2 separate regions of the Mus musculus genome follow, and region 2 is linked to region 1. A link is a contact called in public HiChIP or PLAC-seq data. All regions are on one chromosome and are shown on one strand. Each heading gives the region's core, a stretch centred on a gene start, on an enhancer-like site or on the middle of the called end of the contact. The rest is flanking DNA. Distances are from core to core; before and after follow the strand shown. Region 1 has its middle 31 kb from the start of 1110002E22Rik. Region 2 overlaps Mttp (microsomal triglyceride transfer protein).

The links. HiChIP or PLAC-seq counts read pairs in DNA pulled down with a chosen protein or histone mark.
Region 2: a contact with region 1 is called in an H3K27ac HiChIP or PLAC-seq map of microglia, with 7 times the contacts expected there. The contact joins two enhancer-like sites. A contact is called at or near these places in 7 of 484 Hi-C or Micro-C datasets (B cells, cerebellum, cranial neural crest and 4 more) and 4 of 115 datasets of contacts at active chromatin or transcription factors (embryonic stem cells, microglia and stem cell-derived neural progenitor cells).

The regions. Positions count from the first base shown.
Region 1 is chr3:138,028,084-138,034,441 of GRCm38.p6, forward strand. No RefSeq gene overlaps it. Among named protein-coding and RNA genes, the nearest start is that of 1110002E22Rik, 31 kb to the right of the region's middle. Within about 2 kb of position 2,773, at least 31 of the 459 cell types and tissues checked have an H3K27ac peak or open chromatin away from gene starts, as enhancers often do. A contact at or near this core is called in microglia, where this site is marked.
Region 2 is chr3:138,116,150-138,122,507 of GRCm38.p6, forward strand. Mttp (microsomal triglyceride transfer protein) reads right to left here. Exons shown (of 18, transcript NM_008642.3): 4 at 2,164-2,271; 5 at 258-374. Among named protein-coding and RNA genes, the nearest start is that of Mttp, 12 kb to the right of the region's middle. Within about 2 kb of position 2,427, at least 26 of the 459 cell types and tissues checked have an H3K27ac peak or open chromatin away from gene starts, as enhancers often do. A contact at or near this core is called in microglia, where this site is marked.

The DNA.
Region 1 (6,358 bases), core at 1,523-4,022:
CACACTAACAACTTCCTGTGACCTTTGTAAAATCACTTAAGTATTTGCAGCTTCAGCTTGCTTATCTCTGAGATGTGGTGGGAGATAATTAGCCTGGTTCTTTCACCTGGCTGCAGTGAGCAGCAAAGGAGATAGTGAGCCCTGTAAAACATTACAGAAAAGCAAAGCTACAGCACTGCCTTTCTTAGTAGCACTGCCCTTTACCAAATGCAGACATTTATCAACATCCACCCTGGTCTCACCAAACAACAGGCTCTTTGAATTATCATCTGTCTCCATTTCTCTCTCTTTCTCTCTCTGATCCCTGTCTTTCTGTCTCTGTCTCTCTTTGTCTCTCTCTGTCTCTGTAGGTGTGTGTATATGTATGTGTGTGTGTGTGTGTGTGTGTGTGTGTGTGTGTGTGTGTGTGTTGCTGTGAATGGAATATAGATCCCCATGCACACTAGGTGAAACACTCTACCTCCAAGCTATTCCTCTAACTCCAGCCTACATATTCCAATTTTATTCCAGCCACTGAGTAAGAGAGCACAAGGCTGTGTGCTCTAACCAGGCTCAGCTCCTATCCCATCATTGTACAAATCCAGACTATAGACTTCCAACACTAATGCTTACGATGGGAGTGATTGAGGAGCAAAAACAAGGAAACAAACTAGACAAGACCTCCCTACATGAATTATGCAGAGATCTGAGTTTGCTTGTACTCTCTGAACTCTCACACAAAATGAACTGGATCATCCTAATGGGTTTTCCTATCCCTTCCTAGGGCCTTCGAGCACACTCTTTCAAGTTTTGCTTCACTTGACAGTCAACATTTAAAGCTTTGGGCTATAACACAGAGTGACAAAGTTTACTCTGCGAAATCACACATAAGGATGGACTGTACCCCTTTAACTGTTCCGAAAGACTAGGTTTTCTAGGAAAACCTCTTTCTAGTGCACAAAAAAATCCCGCATCTTCTGCTCTTTCTTTCATTGAGCTCCATCTAATGGCAACCCCGTGCTCTTCAATAGTGAGGGAGATTAGCTGCTTCCGATATCTGCATCCCCACCTCCATCCCCTATCCCCAGAGGTTGGGGTAGGTTGCTCCAAGCTTTCTCTGTAGTAGGGGTCCATCACCTGCTGCTTTAGGGTTTTACCACTCATTTCTGACTTCATTTCTGGGTGAAAAAGAAAAACGTGTGCTTTAGCTTAAACATACTGCAAAGCAAGCACACCTCTGTGTACCTGCTCCGAGTTGCAACCGTCAGGGCTTGGAGCCATCCAACCCTTCTCACTGTTGTCAGACAAGAACACAGGATTGAGAATGGTGTGGCCAGAAGGCCTGGCTAGCAGCCCCTTACTGCGCTGCTTTGTAACAGTGAAGCAAGGTGTGAGTCTACAGAAAAGACACGCTGTAGTGGACACGCATTTCCAGAGGGAAATAGCAAGAGCCAAGTCATGATGGCTCATTATGGTTACTCTGTTTCTCAGAGCTGACAGACCCAGAGTCCCTGCTTGGAGGCTGTCATCCAGGAGCTGCTGACTGCATGCTCTGCTGAGTCACTGGCCTTGGCAAGATGCGTTGGCTGAGACCCGGTAGGCAGGTGATGGACAGAGAAAACAGCTCTTTACACCACCCTGTTCTTTACCCTGCATCCCTTTCATAAGACTCACTTTTTATTTTAGTCCCTCCCCTCAAGTGATGGACAGAATAAAGCCTTCTAAATCAACTTGTTCTTTAAACTGTGTCTGCCTCATAAAACTCAACTGCCATTTTTTCCTCAATCTTTCTATATGGTTTCTTGATATGTGTTTATCTTTAAGTTTAGTGTGTGTGTGTGTGTGTACACACATGAGAGTGAGAGCACACTTGACACTGTGCAGGTCAAAGAACAATTGTTCAGGAGTCAGTCAGTTCGTTCCTTCCAGGGTCAGACCTGGGGATTGAACTCAGGTCACCAACCTTGTGCTGCAAGCGCTTTTTACCTACACAGACATCTTGCAGACTGGCCCTCAGTTCTGTTCCTTATATCTGAGCCAGTGTTGAAAGCACATTTATTCAGAGATGTCATAACCTAAAAATGAATACCTCGAAGTCCTATTCTCCGGTGTGACTCTAGAAAAAAAGATCTTTAAAGAGGTACACAATTAAATTAAATGAGGAGGTCGCTTAGGTAGGTCTAATCTGATAGGGTGTGTGGCCTTTTAGGGAGGGATTAAGATATAGGCAAGGATTCATAGAATATGACTATGTGAACAAAGAAAATCCACCCACCTGAGTCAGGCAGTTGTGACCATAGCTGACTCCAGGGAGGAGAGTCTTTGTTTCTTCCTTTCTCCACTCTTGCCCCACCCCCTCTAAGCACGAAGGCATATGAGTGTGTATGTAGAGAAACATACCTTCCCCCACACCCCCACACCCCTGCCTGGGAATATTTATACCCTCCATCAGTACTAGTTTGGGAAAGTTAACCCAGTACCAGAAATGACATAATTCAGAATTAAATGAGCAGGACCCATCCCAGGCACCTGGTCCCACATCCCTGACAAGTGCACCACACTAGGGTGTCCGTGCAGTCAGATGAACTCAGCTGCCAACTGAGGTGGGCTCCTTCAGGAAGCTGCGCCAACTCCCACCTTGTGTCTTTACATCAACTTCCCTAATTGGAAAGATCTTCCATCCTGACTGAGCCAGTAGACATTTCCGCTGAGAGGCTGTGAAGTGACACTTCCGGAAGCAGCTGTTTGCCACCCAGAACACCCCTTGGAGCAGCTGGAGGGCCCTTTGTTGTCTCTTTGTTCTTCAGCCGGTGTCCCTTCCTATAGAGGGATGTCTGGCTAAGGTTACACAGGACCGGTGCTAGAACCTTCACTCTTCTCAGCAAAGGTGAATGAGTATCACAATACCTTGCATGAAAGAGTTGTTCTAAGGGCAAGGACGCCTCTAGAAAGGGAGCAGAAAAATGCACTTGCAGGGCTGGAGACATGGCTCTATATATTTGCCTAGCCTGTGGGATACCCTGGGGTCAGTGCCTAGCATTGCATAAATCAAGAATGGTGGTATGTGCACCTGCAATCCTAACACTTGGGAGGTGGACAGAGGATAGAAGTTCAAGGCCATCCTTGGCTACACAGCAAGTTTGAGGCAGTCTACACTATAGGGCTCTATCTATCTATCTATCTATCTATCTATCATCTCAAAAGCAATTGTAAATCTCTATTTCAATTCATTTAGCATCATCTCTCTTCCTTAAACCACAAAGGTATCTCCTCTACTGACTGATTTTTGGATCTTGTCTATAATGTGCTTATTAACAAGGAAATTCTTACCCTGGGTCACATCTCCCCTAAGGCAGTAGAATGGCTGTGTTCTCTGCGTGGAACTGGGCTGTCTTGACTCTAAGCATCAGAGTGTTATTTAGAAGTGTGATAACATTGGAAAACTAGCTCTTAAAAGCCCCTCCTGGATCCCTTCACAGAACACAGGTTCCAGTGGGATTCCTCAGACACCAGCTCCCTCAGGGCCAACACCCATATCTTACCTCATACCTCATGGCAATAATGTGGGCTCAGAATCCTCTTCCTTCCCTGAAATAGAGCAAGGTGTGTTTCCTCCATTCTTTCTATTCTTCCACCCACTGGTATAGAAATAAAGGCTCAGGATATGATACATCAGTGTTTAAGCCCTGGCATTCCTTTGACAGATAATAGCCACACTTCAACCACAAGTAGGCTTTCCTATGTTGTATTAACAGATAGCCATTCAGCTGCAAGAAACAGGGAACTAGATCAACAATGACTAAAATTCACAAATGCTACATCCCAGAAACCCCCAGTTGTGTTGAACTGCCCATAGTAGCATCACATTGCAGTACCCCTAACTCTTCCCAACTAGAATAGAGTGTAGGAAGTTGTGGGTTTTAGATACACTTATTATAATACTGAATAAAACTACTAATAGAGTTGGGAGAAAGAATTTGCTTAGGGGTAGAGAAATAATGGTGATTGCTACAATGCCAGTAGTTCTTATGTGTAGCAGACAGCAGACAGCAGACAGCAGTTATTGAATAAGACCCTACAGTGCTAAGACAACACATAGTAAAACCAGAACACTATTCCTAACATGGCAAAGCCTTTTTATTTTTATTTTTCTATAACTCATAAATGTGACCGAGCAAGCAAAGCAAAGAAAAAAAAATCCTGTTTATGAAGAGAAGCCAACTAAGCCAATAACGGCTTTAATTTTCTCCCCTTTAATCCTCGCTTCACCTATGAAACGACAGCCACTGTTACTATTTCTCCTTGATTGCAGATCAATCTTCATGAAATGGAGATGCCAGAGGATGTTTTTGTCTTCTGTGAAACCCTGACAGTTCAACTTGGTGAGGATTATCAAACATCAGCTGTTTACTACAGGAACAATGCTGTGCCCTAGTAATACTGATGGCCCCAAGGACCTGCAAGGGTTTGGCTCTAAGACTCCCCTCCAAAATCCTTCGATGTATGAGACCCTTATATAAAACGATATGGGAAGCTGGCAAGCTGTCGTAAACAAATCCCACACATTTGTATCCTTTAAATAGTCTCTGGATATCTTAAGGTATCTAATACACTATGAGAACTATAGAAGTAGTCATGACTGTATTGTGTAAGAGTCAGTGTGTGTTTGCTACAGATGTAACTCCACCACCACACACACACACACCAATATTTTTGATTCACTGTTGGTTGAATCTTTGGATGAGAAAAACCTATGGACACTAAGACCCAATTTTACAGAGAGGACACATGTTCAAGGATAATTTCTGTAGATCATTCTAGAGAGGACCCATGCACGGCTTCCCACCCCCGGGAGTTTATAATCCAGGACTGAGAGACATTTCTGACATGGCGAGTGTTCACACAGGTGTGTGAGCATGGTGCCATCGGATACTTGCAGAAGTTAACCCACTTGAAGAAGCATTCTCAATGCTGCTAGACGGGTCTGGGTGGGCTTTGAAAACAGTGTTCCTTACATTTGACTTGCATTAAAATGATAACATTAGTACCAGGCAAGAAAGGGATCCAGCCAATCAGAAAAGCCCCTATGTAAGGGAGAACAGAGAGTGAGTTTTCATTAAAAATCACACCTTTGAGGAAGTTCCTAAAACTGGTTGAGTTCTAGGTCCCCGACTCACGACTGCCACTGCATCAGAAGGAACACAAGAAGGACTGTAGGGATTCAGAAAATGACACAGCTTTGGTAAGTCTGATGATGCAGGGCCCTTGCATCTTCTCATCTTCGGTGGAGAAGTTTGAGCCAAGTGAACTTCTACAGTTAGTTGAAAAATTACTTCTTCATCCTTGAAGGAGTAAAACACACCTAGCAACTCAGGATTTTCCTCTCCACAGGGCTTCTCAGATGAGATCTCTGCCTAAATGATTTTAAAACATTTTACAAATGAAATTAGTATTGTAGATATTCCCTAAAGTGATGAAAAAAACACCCAGATGTTTATGAAATTCAAATTTGGAAAACTGGAAAGGGAATAAACAACAACAACAAACCCTTATGAGAATCATCTTCAAACTGAAGTTTTCCCTCTGGAGACAACAGCTGCTTCCTACATGCTAAGAAGCAATTCACATCCCCGCTAACCTCCACTCGAATCTCCTCCCTTCCAGTCTGAACCAGAGATGGAGAGCATCTAGCTCGTGCATCACACAGAGGGTGATGCTGTAGAATGCATGCCTGCATTCTGTCAAAGTACAAGATACAGAAGTAGACAATTGGATGTGAGCTTAAGTGATGGCACCTCAAGGCCTGATGGCCTGTGCTGCTGTTCATATCCCAAGCTTCTGCTGGCTTCAAAGTCTCTATTTTGTCCTTTCCCCGTCTCTGATGCCTGTTCTACATGAGAGGCTCCACTTATGAGCTCTGTCTTGATAGGAGTGTTTGCCAACTGCCGTAGGCTGATTTGTTTCACTTGCAGAGACAAGTGAGTCTACTTTATCTTGATTTCTCTCTGGCGTGTGCATTTTGCCTTTTCACAGGAAATGCGTACACAAGACAGGCTAATGATTGGTGCTCTCCAAGCCCAACTCCACTCGGATGAATGCAGGAACCAGGCAACCTTAAGCTCATCAGACAGTTAAAACAAAAGGACTTTGCACTACACCAAGCTGTAATTGCAGCCTTGACCTTTCAATAGAAACCACATTTATCTGCTGCATAACTAGTAGAGCTTTGTCTAAAACTGATGTGACTCAGATGTGACAGATTCAGGACAACGGCCTCCTCTGGCCCTCATCAGCAGATTCGTAGATGAAGACCCATGTCTGTGTGGCTACTAATGAGCAGGGACTCAACACCCAACACTCCTAATCATAGCCAAGGGCT
Region 2 (6,358 bases), core at 1,177-3,676, 88 kb after region 1:
ATAAGTAAGTGAATCAGTAGAAAGTAATTATCCTTAAATTTTAATTGAATCAAATAGCAACTGTTTTTCAATTTTCAAAAGAGTGCCTCTTTTACACCATCTCCCATCATTAGAACACCCACAACACACTGAAATATCTGTTGATGTGGCGCTTGTAAGGACAAAGATTTCCTAGGCTTATTGCTTTGTTGCTTCTCTATTATCTTAAATCTCTACAGAATGTCATTTGTCGAGTGCCTTCGAGGAAGCTGCCGTACCTGGTTTGCCGTTGTAAATCCAGACCGCTCAATTTTGCATGTATCCAGAGCCTTAATTTTGACCACTTTGTCTTGCTGGGCCTGGTAGGTCACTTTACAATCCCCAGAGATATCTACCTGGAACAGAAAGCAAGAGCGTAATGCTTGGGATGCCATGTGGGCCATCTCCATTCTCATGGGAAGAGGCTTGAATAGTGGGTACCCTGATATGCCATTGGGAACTTCACCCTACCCTGGGATGACAAAACAGAAAGACAGAAGTCCTCGAAGGCTTTTTACAGGATGCCAAATTTCACTGTCTTTGGTTAGGCCTGAGAACATCTCCTCAGCTGTCCCAGGAACCATGGGCCATCCTACTTCTCTCAGAGTTCAGGATCTGAATACACTGCTTGACCACTACTGAACTCTCTGGCCATGTGGGTAATTATCTGGTGGGGGCGGGGGGGATGCTTTTAAAGCCTATATCAAGATGGCGTGTGTGATCTTTCAGGAGAGAAATATGGTCAAAAACTCTTGAAACTTGTGAGATTAACTAAATTCATTGTCATTCATAATAAGAATCTGAGTTTAGACAAAAACATCCCAAAATAGACTCTGTTCAGTTCCCGTGAGCTTTCCCCTTGGGGTCCCTGCCAGCACCATTCCTGCTGCTATTTTAGTAAGCTAGACACATTCTCTTGGCCCAGCCCAGCCATCCCAGTTTCTCCTCTGCTCATGAGCTGGATGAGTTAAGATCAGGAGAACTGGTGTCCAGCTCAACTCTAATCGGACGGCTGGAACCCACTGAATTCTCTAACTCACTTCTATTTCCTCTCTGAATTAGGGGACTTGATTCTGAAAGCCAGTGATCCATTCCAAATCCCCGAGACGATTAAAATACAGCTACTCAGGTCATTGCTTTTCTATGATTTTAGCATCCTTGGGATAAATCTATGATTTTAGCATCCCTAGGATGAATCTATGATTTTAGTATCCTTGGGATGAATCTATGATTTTAGCATCTTTAGGATGAATCTAAGGAATACGTTTTTTAAAATATGCTTGCCACAAGGCAGCAGGACAGAGACACTTAACAACCATTGGATCCCCCAAAGTTTTCTGCATATTTTACAGTTATCCAAGGTTCCCTTTATAGAACTGATTCCAACTCCATAACTCTGTATTTAAGCAATAAATCATTTCATATGTAAGTGAAATTTGACTATCCAACTTAAGTCAACTTAAGTCAACGTCTCTAAAACAATACTTAATCTTAAAAGCAGTTATAATTTTCTGTGGAATTTCAGTATGCAAAAATGCTTAGAAATGATTTGATATACCTGTTGACAAATAAGATGTTGGTTGACTTATTTATTGACCTGCTCATTTAATTTGTAGTACTGGGGCTTGAACTGGGCCTTGTACTTGCTCAACAGGCTCTCAACTACTGACACACATCTCTAGCTCCTTTTATATTTTATTTTATTATTGCTTGGGAGATATATGTGTATTATCTATGCATGTGTGGTAAATGCGCATTATATGACTGAGTGCACACATCCATATGCATACATGTAGGCCAGAGGAGACATAGGTTTCTATCTCCCCCCATCACTTTCTGACTTATTCCCTTGAGACAGGTTCTCTCGCTGAACTTGCAGCTCACCAACTGGGTCAACAGAGCTGGTCTGTGAACTCCCAGAATTTACTTGTCTCTTCCTGTTGCACTGGTTACTGGCACAGTAGTAGCCACAACCATCTTTTATAAAAATGGTGGATTTCATTAAGTCACCAGACTGTCTTAAAGTTACTCTATGACCCAGGCAGACCTTTGCTTAAAACTGGGCCTTAGCCCCCAAGTAGCTGAGATTACAGCGAGTGCCTGCCTCTCCCCTTCACCCAATGCTGACTTCTTAGCATTAAGTACCTCGTTGGTAGTTCCAGAGCTTAGCTGCATCTGGAATAAGCTAGCCAAGCCTCTCTTGAGATTTTCTATGCCCACTGGCTCGTTTTCATAGGAGTAGAACTCCTTGACCTAAAGGGAAGAAGAAAAATATAAATGAAGTCATTGGACCTTGTTTATCAGATTCAGTTAAATGCGAGGCTGGAGAAGCCTGGTTCTCACACCCACTGATTACGTGAGAGATTATTCTGTTAGTGCAAAGCTGTGATTTCTTTCTTGTAAAAGGAAGCAGTTTCAGTTTCTAGGAAGTGAGATCATCAGGAAATGGAACTTAGGAGGCGAAAATAAAGGTCCTGAGCATGAAGGTCACCGTGGAAAGGGAGAGCCCAGGGTTTCTGTAAAAACCAGAGCTGTGGAGGGGAGCAAAGCTGGGCCATCATTTTCCTTCACAGCACACACGTTTCACCTGCTAGAAACAAAAGCTGAATAAACAAATAAAAAAAAAAACAACAACAACAAAAGTGAAAGAAATGCTCTTAGAAGAGAACGAGAATCACCACAAATGGCAGTTTGCATTTCTGAAATGGTGTGACGTCATGGCGTAGGCCATGACGAGGCGCTGGAGTTTGCTCATGAACAGCTGTGATACCCATGAACAAGCGGCAGAGCACCAACGTGATTCCCGAGCAGTGACGCTGCCTCGGGTAGCAGAATGGCAGAGGCTGCAGCGCTGGAGAGGCTGCTTCTACTGCACAGCCCAGCTACTGCAGAAGGCTCTCATCAGAACGTATAGGGAGGGGGTTGAAAGGAGTGTGATTTGGCAGGAATAGGAAGTGACTCGGCTCTGTTTTATATCCTTCTCACTTACTGACCCTATATCTTTTATCATTTTAATGAGTTGGTTCATCTATAAGAAACAGCACGGAAATCATAGAGAAGTTTTTAGAGGGCAGCCCATTACTTTCACCTACTGACTTCAAACACACCCTATGGTTCAGACATGGAGGACAGATATGTCTTCCCTGTGAAAATACCTACAAAAGCGGTGGCAGAACATTCCTGCCCCGCCGATCCACTTCTCAGAAAACAAAACAAAAACAAACAAATAAACAACAACAACAAAATGAGAATTTCCAACAGCTCAGGAGTACAATGAATTTAATTAATATCAATGTTGAATAATTCAGCCTAAACATTCCTCATGTCTTAGGAGGCAATATTGTGTCTGAATTAACCACATGAGCGCGTCAAATCTCTATTTTTACTTCCTAGACATACTCCGCCTAGTGACAGGTTTGCTGGATACTGTATCTGTGATCAGTTTTAGTCACTCCACTGCGTCACCCTCAAGGGTAAGGATAGTGTTGTCTGTGCTGGTTAAAGGGGACCTGTGCCAGTGACTTCACTGTCTGAAAATCCCGGGATCATATTCTCATACAATCCACTGGCTGTCTCTCAGCTGCAAGCTGGCTTTCTGATGCTCCGTGCTATGGGATTTCCTTCCCATATGATTTCCAGTGCATATGCTTGGATATCTCTGGGCATCATGGCTACACAAGGCTTATAAGTAGAGTTCTCAGACCCAGGAAAGTCGGACGTGCTTGGACGGTGGCCATGGTATGTGTCGATGGAGGGTGATATTTTGGTCCAAGTCTGAAATGCTTCCGAAGCCATTAGCTGGGGAAGCTAACACTCTGTCTTCATTCGCTCCCATTTCCCTAGCCTACAAAGAGCTCTTAGAGTTCTGGCCGTGCTGCAGGAGACTCCGGCCTTGCACTCAGTCTACAAATGAGGTCGCGTGCTCATCTATCATTGGTCACCTCTGCGACGTCCATCTTGCTGTCTTGATAAGATGACGATGCAGTGTTATTTTTTTCCAAGTAAATAATCCAAAAAGCATGAACCCTTCATAGAAAAAAAATTAATTTTTTTTCTATTGGTATCTATTGTTTTCCTAGAACTAGTAAAGTGAACTAGCCTTTTCTTTTTTCTTTTTTTTTCCTTTGTACAGCTGCCATATTTCAGAAGCTAAAATTGTTCATTCTTCAGAACAGACCAATCTCATCCAAAGTGAAGATACCATTCTTATGCATATTTGTCAGACATCGAAATTAATCAACAATTGATAACATGAATAAGTTGGAACTTTGAAGTTTGACCCATGTGACTGTCACAGCAGTAATCTTAAATTCACTATCTCACAAGAGGAACCGAGTATGCTTTATGGTGTTCGGGCCATAAAGCTGATAACTTCATTTAGTTCTGAAATGAGTTCTAAATGTCCAGGTGCTAAGACTTCCGATCAGAATCCACGGTCACTAGAGTTTCCAGAGAACAGTACACTAAGTTTGCCACACAGGAACTCAGCGTGAGGCGAGGCAGACTGCCAGGAAGGAAACCCCAGGCATCAGGTGGTCAAGCTGGGGGCCATTTTTTCTTTGGAACTATATTTACCCTTAGGAAGAAGTTGCCCCTCTTAAATGGATATGACAACAGAAGGCAAATTTATATCCACTGCCTAAACAACAGAAATAAATTGAATCGATCCTGAGAAACGGAGTCACCATCCTATCTGTGATATTTAGCTAAGGCAAAGCACAGTTAAGAAGTGCTGTCAGAGTAAATAGACATAGGGGAAGAACCCGGAAGCTTCCAAGGTGGTGTGGACAACCACCACACTCAGGCCCTGCAAAGGGGCTGCTAAGCCTGAGGTAAACAGAGATCCACCCCAGGAAACAGCACACAGCAAGAGGCAGACTTAATTTCATCAGTACAGACAAGCGAAACCAAGGGCGGAATCCGAAAGCTATCTGGTTGGCTGGATTAGCATTTCAGGCCCAGAGTGAATCTGTGCTATGAGCACAGGCACCGTTCACCCTTCAGTGTCAAGGAAAGGAAGAGGGAACTGCCATACTCCCAGCTTAGTTTATTCCATGTAGACGAAAATCAGGTCAGGCCCATGCACTTATGTATGAGCAATGAGGGACTGTCAGAAAAAGAAAATATAGAATGAATATGTATCTAAGTTACTTTGTTAGGTTCGTTCATGATGTAAATATGAGAGCTTTGAATGCGGAGAGGAGAAAGGAGGGCTCTGGAAGGAAAAAAAAAAGATTTTCTTGAAATCCCAAGAATTTTGAGTAGAATTTAATTTTGGCTTAGGGTAGAAATGTCCTCTAAGAAAATTGTCCATCAGCACTTTCTCTGCTTTCTCAGTTTCTCTCCTCATAATCTGAAACGACAGTGACCTTTCTAACAGCGATGGGACTGGAACTTCCCTTTGGCTCCTTCTTAGTCTACAGGGTAGAGCCTTTCCAAGCCCTTTATTGCACAGCTAAGAGATATAGAATGATGTACTTTAACCTGTGGCTACAGCAGGTCATCACAGACCTCAGCTCCCACTGACCTGGTACACTGGTGTCACCAAAATAGTGATGTGGCAGCTTCTTCCAGCCTTTGATCACTGAGGGCATCCAGTTCTTGTGTGTGTGTGTGTGTGTGTGTGTGTGTGTGTGTGTGTGTGTGTGTGTGTGTGTGTAAAACAAGACTTTGTACTCAGCTTCTGGCAAAGGCACTGTAAAGTGATAGGTTGTGGTTAAGATAATAAATGCAATTAATATTTAATGGACTCAAGAAGCTTGCCACCTTGGAGGTCCCGAGAAGGAAAGGACTGTGTGGTGTGTTAATAAAGTGGAGCCATATGCAAATCAAGTGAGTGAATTCATACAGTGAAAAATGACATAAGGAAACTTCCAAGTCAGCCCAGGGGGGCTTGCAATGTGAGGACGGGGTAACATAGAAAGAAGCGAGGGCGTAGACTTTGCTCCGAGTGCTGACTTCATGACCTGCCACTTCTGCGCCCTTTGGAAATTTCCTTAACTCCTCAGAACTCTCCGTCCTCCTCGGTCACAGGAGGATGAATGAACACAGCAGCAGCCTCCTGTGTCTCTGACTAGCCCAGGAGAAAATGTTGGTAGCATCTTCAGGCAGAGCCCACTGCGAGCACAGAGGTCTCCTTCCTTATCACTAACGAATCACAAGCCAAGACTGGCTTATTTAGTCTCACATCAACTTAGGTGTTCACCACTTTCCATTCATTAAATTTTCTCCATAAGCAGTTAGTTGCTGTATGCACTGAGAGAATGATGTAATTGCCGCTCGTGAGAAACTGGTTGCTGCCTCATGGGAGAATTAGACTGCACTGTGACACGCATCAAAA